Regions from separate parts of the Mus musculus genome. Here all the other regions are linked to region 1. The links are chromatin contacts, called in public Hi-C and promoter capture Hi-C maps. All regions are on one chromosome and are shown on one strand. The core of a region is the stretch at or near the end of the contact, and the rest is flanking DNA. Distances in the headings are between cores, read along the strand shown. Region 1 has its middle 28 kb from the start of Efcab14. Region 2 holds the start of Cyp4a10 (cytochrome P450, family 4, subfamily a, polypeptide 10). Region 3 holds the start of Cyp4a14 (cytochrome P450, family 4, subfamily a, polypeptide 14).

Evidence for each region. Promoter capture Hi-C pulls out the DNA fragments that hold promoters and counts their contacts. A called contact is a pair of places that touch in the nucleus more often than the background predicts.
Region 2: a Hi-C map of liver shows a contact between it and region 1, with 2.5 times the contacts expected there. The contact joins the promoter of Cyp4a10 here to the enhancer-like site in region 1. A contact is called at or near these places in 1 of 484 Hi-C or Micro-C datasets (liver), 1 of 115 datasets of contacts at active chromatin or transcription factors (embryonic stem cells) and 4 of 9 other capture datasets (adipose tissue, embryonic stem cells, liver and 1 more).
Region 3: a promoter capture Hi-C map of liver shows a contact between it and region 1, with 8 times the contacts expected there. The contact joins the promoter of Cyp4a14 here to the enhancer-like site in region 1. A contact is called at or near these places in 13 of 39 promoter capture datasets (3T3-L1-derived adipocytes, the C10 cell line, cranial neural crest and 8 more), 9 of 484 Hi-C or Micro-C datasets (LSK cells, embryonic stem cells, lens fibers and 3 more), 1 of 115 datasets of contacts at active chromatin or transcription factors (hepatocytes) and 3 of 9 other capture datasets (adipose tissue, liver and pancreatic islet).

The regions. Positions count from the first base shown.
Region 1 is chr4:115,707,795-115,710,773 of GRCm38.p6, reverse strand. No RefSeq gene overlaps it. Among named protein-coding and RNA genes, the nearest start is that of Efcab14, 28 kb to the left of the region's middle. Within about 2 kb of position 1,378, at least 26 of the 459 cell types and tissues checked have an H3K27ac peak or open chromatin away from gene starts, as enhancers often do. A contact at or near this core is called in adipose tissue, liver and uterus, where this site is marked.
Region 2 is chr4:115,516,648-115,519,804 of GRCm38.p6, reverse strand. Cyp4a10 (cytochrome P450, family 4, subfamily a, polypeptide 10) reads right to left here and starts at 1,518. Exons shown (of 13, transcript NM_010011.3): 1 at 1,295-1,518; 2 at 31-175. The coding sequence starts at 1,483.
Region 3 is chr4:115,494,391-115,497,397 of GRCm38.p6, reverse strand. It overlaps Cyp4a14 (cytochrome P450, family 4, subfamily a, polypeptide 14), which reads left to right and starts at 1,257. Exons shown (of 12, transcript NM_007822.2): 1 at 1,257-1,479; 2 at 2,380-2,512. The coding sequence starts at 1,285. It overlaps Gm52676 (a long non-coding RNA gene), which reads right to left. Exons shown (of 2, transcript XR_003955098.1): 2 at 1-2,202.

The DNA of each region.
Region 1 (2,979 bases), core at 129-2,628:
GCCATAGCTCTGAAAGCCCACCCCAACGGCATACTTCCTGCAGCAAAGTTTCTTGTCCCAAAGATTCCGTAACCTCCCAAAGTAGCACCACCCACAGGGACCATATATTTAAATATGTGAGCCTATGAGTGAAAGTTCTCATTCAAACCACTGCTCATTCATAGAAAAACAAAGTGTCTCTGCCTCTCACCTTGCTCCAAAATCAATTCAAAATGGCCTAATGTCAGCCCCCAAACTATGAAACCATTAAAGGAACGTATAGGGGAAATACTCCAAGATACATGCATAGACAAAGACGTTCCTCTTCCCCTGGAGAGGGACTACTGAAGTGCAGGGCCAACTTCTCAGATCCTCCTTGGGGTTTTGGATGCCCAACATCAAAGTGCTTGACCACAAAGCACTTGAGGTTAGCTTAGGAAAGTGTCCCAAAGGCATGGCCATTTGGGATTCACGGCAATTCTGAAATATGGTAGGGATTGTCACTCCATTCTTACAGCTAAGCAGATAGGCTCAGAGAGGCGAAGGGCTGCATGTACCTTCACACGGCCGCTGGATAGCTGAGATTGTTTGTGCTACACCACATCTACCTCCTTGGGGGATTTGGTAGCCAGCAGAGAGGCCAGACTTTGGCCTCGAGAGGCCAGACTTTGGCCTCTCTCCCTCCCCTCCGCCCCCCTCCCTCGCTCTCGCTCTCCCTCCCTCGCTCTTTTGCTCTCTTTCTCTCCCCCGTCCCGCCCCCAGTGGAGCTACCTCCTTTGGCCAGCAGAGGGAAGCACTGAAACATAGAAACATCTAGCTTAGCAGCTTGGTTTAGGATCCTCTCCCGACCAGAACTTCTGCAGAGTTTTAGGCAGATAACAAACGACAGACATTTACTGAACACAGTGTATCCAAGTCATAACTACATGTATTGCTTTAACCTTAAACAACTTTGCCTGACAGGGATACCCATCTCCATTTCCCAGATGGAATCTGTTTCAGAGACTGTCCGGTGGCCTTGGAGCTGGTATATGGTTTGCCTGGAATTTTGACCCAGGTTTTCTGGCTCTTGAGGATTAGTGCTTCCTCACAGTAGTCTCAGAACAAATGTTGGTGACTTAGTGGCATAGACTATGTCTGAAGCCTGAGAGCTGCAGCCTTCACTTCTTTAGATCAGAAACTGTAATTCTTTCATATCTTTACTTTCTAAAATTTTCACGACCCAGTGCGTTTCATCAATGTTGATTACAGGGCCATGGCTGAAGGATTGTTTACAGGCACAATCTGTACCTTATCTGTAACTAAAGGAAATATCTCTCCCTCATCAACTGAGACTACATGTAAGTCCTCAGGAAGGAAGCGTGCTTCCTTCTCCCTTCGATGGGAAGGGGGCGAAGGACCTAATCGTATGCAGATGTTGTGTAGGCGGTCGCAGCTGCTGTAAGATCATGAGCAGAACTCAGCATTCCACACGGATCCTTCACTTACTACATTTTTCTTCTGCATTGTTCCCTGATCCTTGGTTGGGTGGGTAGGACTGATATCCGTGTCTCACTCTTGACTGGATACTCATTCACTTGTAGCTTGTTATTTGCTGACAGCAGCACTCCTCCACCGACATTAACTTAGTTATGGAGAAGCAGATCTGTTTAGCAAAACAATAACAGTTGCTTCCCTGGTAGGTCACGTGACTTCCGCAGCCCAGGCCTTTTGACAGGATTTATAATCTCATAGTTCAGGAATTTTGTTTTGTGTCTGCTTTTAGATCTTATCATATTTGTGACTTTTAAACACATTATTTTTATTGAGAACAATTTATGCAACATAGTCTGATCATGCTCTTCCTTCCTCCAACTCTTCCCAGATCCTCCCCACCTCCCCATCTAACTCCAGGCCCCTCTCTCTCTCTTTCAAACAAACAAAATCAACAACGCCAAAATAAGAAAAACAAGAAATACAACACAAAAACATACATCACCACAAAAACATAGAAACAAAAACCAAAATATACATGCCAAAGGCCAATGTTAAAAAAATGCAAAATGAGGCAAAAACATCTACAAAGATACTGTTGAGTTTGATTTGTGTTGCTATCTACTACCGGGCTAGGGGCCTCCTCTGAAGTGTGGTTACTATAACCAGTGAGACTCCACTGGAGAAAACTGATTTTTTTTTTCCTTTGCCATCAAGTATCAGTTGCAGATAATCTTCTTGATTAGGCTTGGGATCCTAATCTGCTTCCCTCTCATGGTGTTGGGACCCTGCTTGCCTTGAACTTTTGCAGGCAGGCCCTGTGTGGGCTGCCATAGTGTCTGAGTTCATATGTGTGTCAATCTTGTTATGTCTAGAAGATGCTGTTTCCTGGAGCCACCCTTTATCTCTGGCTCTTACAGTCTTTCTTTTTCTGCATAGAATGTTGAGCCCTTAAAGAAGAATTTGATGAAGATATCCTGTTTATGTGAGTGCTCCAAAGTCTGTCACTCTTAGAGACTTAATCTTGACAGGAATCCCACTCAGAAGTAGAAGCTCTTAGGGAGGCCAGCCTATGTTTCCCCACAATCTATTCCCGGCAGTTTTCTCTGGCTTCCTTCATTTTCTTGGCCAAAAGTTTAATGTATTCTGCAGCTTCCTCCTTGCTTGTCTTAGTGCCCCCCCTCTCTCTGTTTCTCTCCCATTTTTGTTGTTGTTTTAAGACAGGATTTCTCTGCGTAGCTCTGGCTATCCTGGAACTCACTTTGTAAACCAGGCTGGCCTAGAACTCACAGAGATCCACTTGCCTCTGCCTCCTGAGTGCTGGGATTAAAGGCATGGGCCATTACCACCTGGCTTCTTAATGCACATTTCGTCAGAGCAACACATTAGCATTTGTGTTGTAGGATACTCTGAATCTTGGGTGCTTCGGTCCATGTTTTTTTTTTTTTTTTTTAAAAAATGTTTCTTGTTTAAGGGCTCTTTGAATACATATTGGTGGGCATCATCTTCTATAGAGAGGTTGAAAAG
Region 2 (3,157 bases), core at 269-2,768, 190 kb after region 1:
TATCTCTTCACAACAGCATGTTATGCTCACCTGATCGCCCCAGAATCACTTTCATGTAGTCAGGGTCATAGACAGTTAAGTAGGCCTTGCTTCCCCAGAACCATCTAGGAAAGGCACTTGGGAAGTTCTCTATGCACGACACAATTTCCTGTAGTTCTTGGTCACCTTTGAACTTCTGTTGAAGAAAAGATAAGTTCGTGGGACTCTTGCCTAGTTTTTGGACTGGAGACAAGAGTAGAGCAAGCACAGGAACATAGCTGTTTTTTTCTGAAGTTGCCAGGAAGGTGGGGCAGTTCGATGAACTGTCTGTGCTATCACTCATAGCTTTACTATGTGGGTATGGGTTCTGAGCTGAATCTGAGAGTCCTGTTGGATGGAGCTGTGTTCCTCAGAGGAATCACAGTGTCAGATCCTCAGATCTTCAGAGAACGTGGCATACCCATGTCTTTCTAAGAACATCTATTGCACAATCCTTTGTTGTGCACATTTTCATGTATCCTCCTATTTGGCTCTGTACTTTATTTCCTGGGGTGATAATGCAATGGGTCAGTACTGTCCCTTCCCAGTTCCCTTTCTGGGTAATTTCATACACTTGTGCCAGGCTCTTTAGCTGAACCCTGTGGAACAAGAAAGTGATGCTGTGCTTGAATCCAAGTATCTTATATTGCAGGGTGTGTGGAAAGAGGAAGAAGAGCCACATAGCCCTGTAGAAATACTAACATTAGTGTTCACATATGAGGGTCCTACCCACCCTTTCCCTTTAATGTGCCATGACTTTGGGATTTCAATTTGTAATTTACCCATCCTGAAAATTCTAGTCTTGGTCAGCCACTCACTCAGCCCAGCAGTGTGAACCCTTCCTGTGCCTGATAATTTCTAAGATGTGCACCATTGTTACATCAAGAACTTCAAGGGGCAAGGTTTCTGTCTCTCTGATGTTTGCATTCCCAGGCAAACCCAGGGCTTGGGAGAGAATAGCCATAAGTAACTTGTCAAGGAACTACTTAAAAGTTGTTTGAGAACAGTAGAGATATTAAAGGTACTCAGCCAGAAGAGGAGGAGGAGACTAGGTAGGACCAACCAAAGCTTTCAAAGTGCAAGACTATCAGTATAGAGTTGAGCAACAGTCAGACAGTAACGCTATTGTTGGGATGACATGCCTCAGCCTGAGCTGGGCATCTTATGAAGCTCTTGGACTCTTTATATATCAGGATTTTCCTTGTGAATTTGATGGCTGGTCTCTGAGACACCCATCTTCCCTTCTCTTCCACCCATCCTTCTCTTTCCTTCATACCTCATGCCCAAAGAACCAGTGAAAAGGAGGTGATGGGAACTGCTGGAAAGCCTTGAGTAGCCATTGCCTGTGGAGGTAGAACTGGACAGCTTTCACCAGCAGCAGGAGCAGACCGAGCACAGAGGCCACTTGGAGGAAGCCAGAGAGGCTGTCTGCAAATCGGGTTGGGCTTAGAGCAGAGACACTCATAGTTCATCCACTCTTCTGTTGCTGTCCTCACTCTCACTAATCCTTTCTACCTCCTGCCTAAATCCTGTAAGGATTGCCCGCCTACCTGTGGGAGGGAGAAGGGTGAGGCTGACCAATCTTGATCTCAAAGTTCAGTTGGTTAAATAACAGGAATGATTTACCTTGGGAATCAGAGACACAATTTTTTCTTTCCAGCTGCCAGTGCCTACCTGTGTCTACTTTCCTCTCGTGCGAGTCAAGAACATTGACTTGTTTCCACACCTGTACTGCATGCATAAATTAAGCAGAACAATTATAATATCCTTAAATATTCTTCCACTTATTTTTAATCTTTTCTTGCAAAGTTTTACTAAATTATTAAATATCAAACAAGGTTGTCATATAAAAATAAATATCTTGTTGAAGTCCTGTGTGATAAGGGGATCCTCACACACTGGCTCTTTCCCAAGCTCCATAGCTTAAGTCTGTGGCTTTATTTGTTGTTTTTGGGAGGTGTTTGGGTTTCCATGTCAGACCAAGTATCTAATAGTTTTTTTTTGAATTGTCCATGCCAAATGGATGGTGAGTGGTTGCTGATTCAGACTGGAAAACATATAGGCACTGCTGCTCTTATACATCTAGGTAGGCTAGTCTCATGGGTAGTCCATGCCTGGGGATGCCAAGGACACTCGTGCTTGTTTTGCTTTGGGGGAGCTAATGGGTTTCTTTCCATTCCTTGGCACCTTCTTGTGGGTTTTTTTTTTTGTTGTTGTTTTAAAATAGATAGCATACAGTTGAATTTCATTTAAAAAAAATCTATTTAGCCAACCTAACTCTGTTACTTGGAGAGTTTAGTTCACTTTTGAGAAGTTTTTGCTGTAGACTCTAGTGTTAGTCTACCAAGGCCTTGCTTATATGGGACTTGGAATACTTCTCTTGGTTTTAGAATTTCTTGTCTTGGACTTTTGAGAGCTTGAATATAGTGTGTCTTCAACAGGACCAAATCAATTGAATCTAAATGGGCCCTTTGCATTTACTGTACTTGGGTGCCCATGTATTTCTCAGTAAATACAGGAAAGCTTTCAGCTATTATTTATCTAAATAGCTTTTCTTATTTAGGGTTTTACTGATGTAAGCAAACACCATGACCAAGGGAACTCTTACAAGAACAAAATTTAATTGGGCCTGGCTTACATGTTTAGAAATTCAGTTCATTATCATCAAGGCATGAACATGCCAGCATCCAAGCAGGCATGGTGCAGGAAGAGCTGAGAGTTGAACATCTTGTTCTGAAGGCAAACAGAAGAAGACTGGCTTCCAGAAAGCTAGGACGAGGGTCATAAAGACCATGCCCACACTGGCACACTTCTTGTAACAAGGCCACACCTCCAAATAGTGCCAATCCCTGTGCCAAGCATATTCAAACTACTACAGCTTTATTTGTTTATGTGTTTACTTATGATTTACTTGTATGCATGTGCCACATGAATGGCATATGTGTGGAGGTCAGAGGACAATTTACAGGAGTCAGTTTTCTCCTATCATGTAGGTTCCAGAGATGGAACTCAGGTCTTGGTCCAGATGAAACTTGGTAGCAAGCACTTCTAACCACCAAGCCACCTCATTAACCCACTTGAAACAGGTTTCTTTTCATTTGGTAACTCGTATAATGTGATCATTTTTCACTTAATCATA
Region 3 (3,007 bases), core at 8-2,507, 210 kb after region 1:
CTAGAGATTCTTGTTAAAATACCTTTTGTGTTTGCCTCTTTGTGGTCTTCACAACTAGGATTAATTTAGGGAAGATAATCATGATCCAGGTGAGGATAAAGATTCCAGAGAAAGGCTTATTTCTACCCCTTAACTTCTTTGTTTTTCTTCCTTTCTAAAAGTTTTGTCATTTTTAAAATTTATTTTTTATTTAATTTTTTTCATGCAATATAATTTGATCATATTCTTTCCTTCCTCCAACTTCTCCTAGATCCTCAGGGCCTTCCTAGCTATCCATCTTCATGTTAATGGATAGACTGACAACCAAAACATTCTTTCTCTGCTTAAATAATATCTCCATAAAATCTATAAATAAATGAGGTAGTTGGAAACTATCTCAGCACTTTTCAATTGATTGGCTAGTAATCCTTCAATATCTCATTTTTTTTAACTTTCGCTTTATCTATTCTGTGTGTACATTAATTTTTTTCAGGCAAGGCATAATATATATATAATTGGACTGATTTCTTTATTAGAGTTTGCCCTATGTGAGGTCAAGAAATATTCTTAAATTAATGAGTGACTGAATAAGTGATGGGCAATTTAAGTATTTAGAAAAGAAAGGTTTTATTATTCCATTCAGTCAAGATAGTGAGACAGAGAAAGAGTCTGTCACAGGCTGTGTATGTGGTGAGGCTGATTGAGTCTTGAGCCACCTGAATGCAACTGCACTGTTCCACCTGCTGGCACATCCATCCTGGATCAATCTGGAGTGTGACTGTGACAAGTCTCAGATAAAATGGAAGAAACAGCTGGATTTGGAGTCCAGATGCAAAGATGACTATAGGTAGAAACTTTCAGCAATTACATTCATCTGAACACACCAACTACTGTTGTCATCATTTCACCCTGAAATTAGGAAAATAGTACAAGCAGCTACACCTATTACATGTTTGGTAAATTAGAATGTGAATTTCTTAATATCCAGGTTAATGTCTAGTCCATGACTTTACCTCATCAGCAAGGATATACATAACATGCAATATGTGCTCAATAAATAGTTGTGAGTAGTTCAGAGAAATGGGAATTGGTATACATATAGATGTTACCAAGACTAGATACTAGAGATTTGTTTTTACTGTTTACCAAAGCTGATGTTGCAGATTAATAAACTTTGGATTCTGAGGTCAGTCTCTGTCTGTCTTCTCCATTCCCCCTCCCACAAGTAGGTGTGTCTACCTTCTCATGACTTAAATGCGGGTTTCTAAACATTTAGTGACACTAGTGATCCAGAAACTACTAACCATGGGTTTTTTTTTATTTAGCCCTACAAGGTACTTGGATGGTATCTCTGGGTTCTTCCAATGGGCCTTCTTGCTCAGTCTATTTCTGGTGCTGTTCAAGGCAGTCCAATTCTACTTACGAAGGCAGTGGCTGCTCAAGACCCTCCAGCATTTCCCATGCATGCCTTCCCACTGGCTTTGGGGGCACCATCTGAAGGTAGGAAGAAGGGAGAGGGTGGAAGAGTGTGAAGAGCTGAATGAAGCTATGAGAGTTTAGTATTAGTATACAGGGCAGTCTGCTGAGTGGTAAGCATGTAGTTTCTGAAGAACGCTGGGTTTACTTCTAAGAGTGGGTTTGCCTTAGTCATGTGGAGCATGATTTCTTTTTAAAGGACACATTATGACAATGGACTCAAATCTCAGGCTGTAGAAGGGCATGGGAAAATGTGGTGTCAGCTACAGAGAAACAACTAATCTAGGTTGTTCTCTGAGAGAAATTGTAGAAGTGATGATTTCTATGTTGTATATCAATTTCCTCTGAGATTGAAACTGCCCATTTTGGAGAGAAATGTCTGATTACAATACAGGGCTTTCTAGAGGTAAAATATTCCATCTAGAAAGAAAGCCTCTTACAATAAAGAAAGTTCTTTGGGCAGATGAAACTGGCTGGATTCATTTGCCATTCCCATCCTCAAGTGTATGTAAGCAGTAAGAATGGCTGACTATGCTACTAACTCTCAGTATAATGTAATTTTGTAAGGGTCTGCATGAAGAGTCACTCACTGAGGGCTCACACGCTAGCCACATTTAAGAAGAGCAAAATTCAGAATTACTACAGAACACAGAAGTTCTTACCACAGTAGCTTCTCTAAGGAGCTTTAGTTTCATCTAACAAGACTCCAGGATCTGGCCAGGACAAGTCCTGGGACACAGCAATGGTCTGAATAGAAGAAAAAAAAAAGACAGATTATCAAACCAACCCAAATTTCTACCCTTTCTTGAACATGCCAGAGTTATGCCCCTGTGGTGGTCCTGACTCTTCCATACCACACAAAGTACTTGATGTCAAAGAACATCTTCGTGAATTCAACTTTTCTTTGATGTTCTGTTCCCAAAGGACAAGGAGCTCCAGCAGATTCTTATATGGGTAGAGAAATTCCCAAGTGCCTGCTTACAGTGTCTCTCGGGGAGCAATATACGAGTCCTGCTTTATGACCCTGACTATGTGAAGGTGGTTCTGGGGAGATCAGGTGAGAGTCCAAACTCATTACAGCTGTAGCATATCTGCCACCCAACATTCAAGACCCAAGTCTGTGTAATTTTAGAAAAGAGTGACACTTCAGCCATCAATGTCTAAATAATACCTACCATTCTTTCTGTCCAGAGACCAACATATGGTTAGCAAATACTTACATAGTTCTCATCACTTAAAATACCTGCACAAGGCTTAAATTCTCTCTCTCTCTCTCTCTCTCTCTCTCTCTCTCTCTCTCTCTCTCTCTTTTCTGTTTTTTCTTTTGCTCTTAAAACATATTGAGTGGATATGTTTTACAAATTTCCCAAACGTTATAATGGCAGAGACTTCAGCTGCTGGTACATTGAAGTTCTCTTTCCTAAGTCCAGCTAACAGGCAACACAAAGACAGAAAGGAATGGGAGGTAGTTTGAGTGAAAAGGCAGCAGCATGAAATCAACAGAAAACTAATGTTGTGGTCGCTGAAATGGATGGACTGGTTTTGTTGCTCA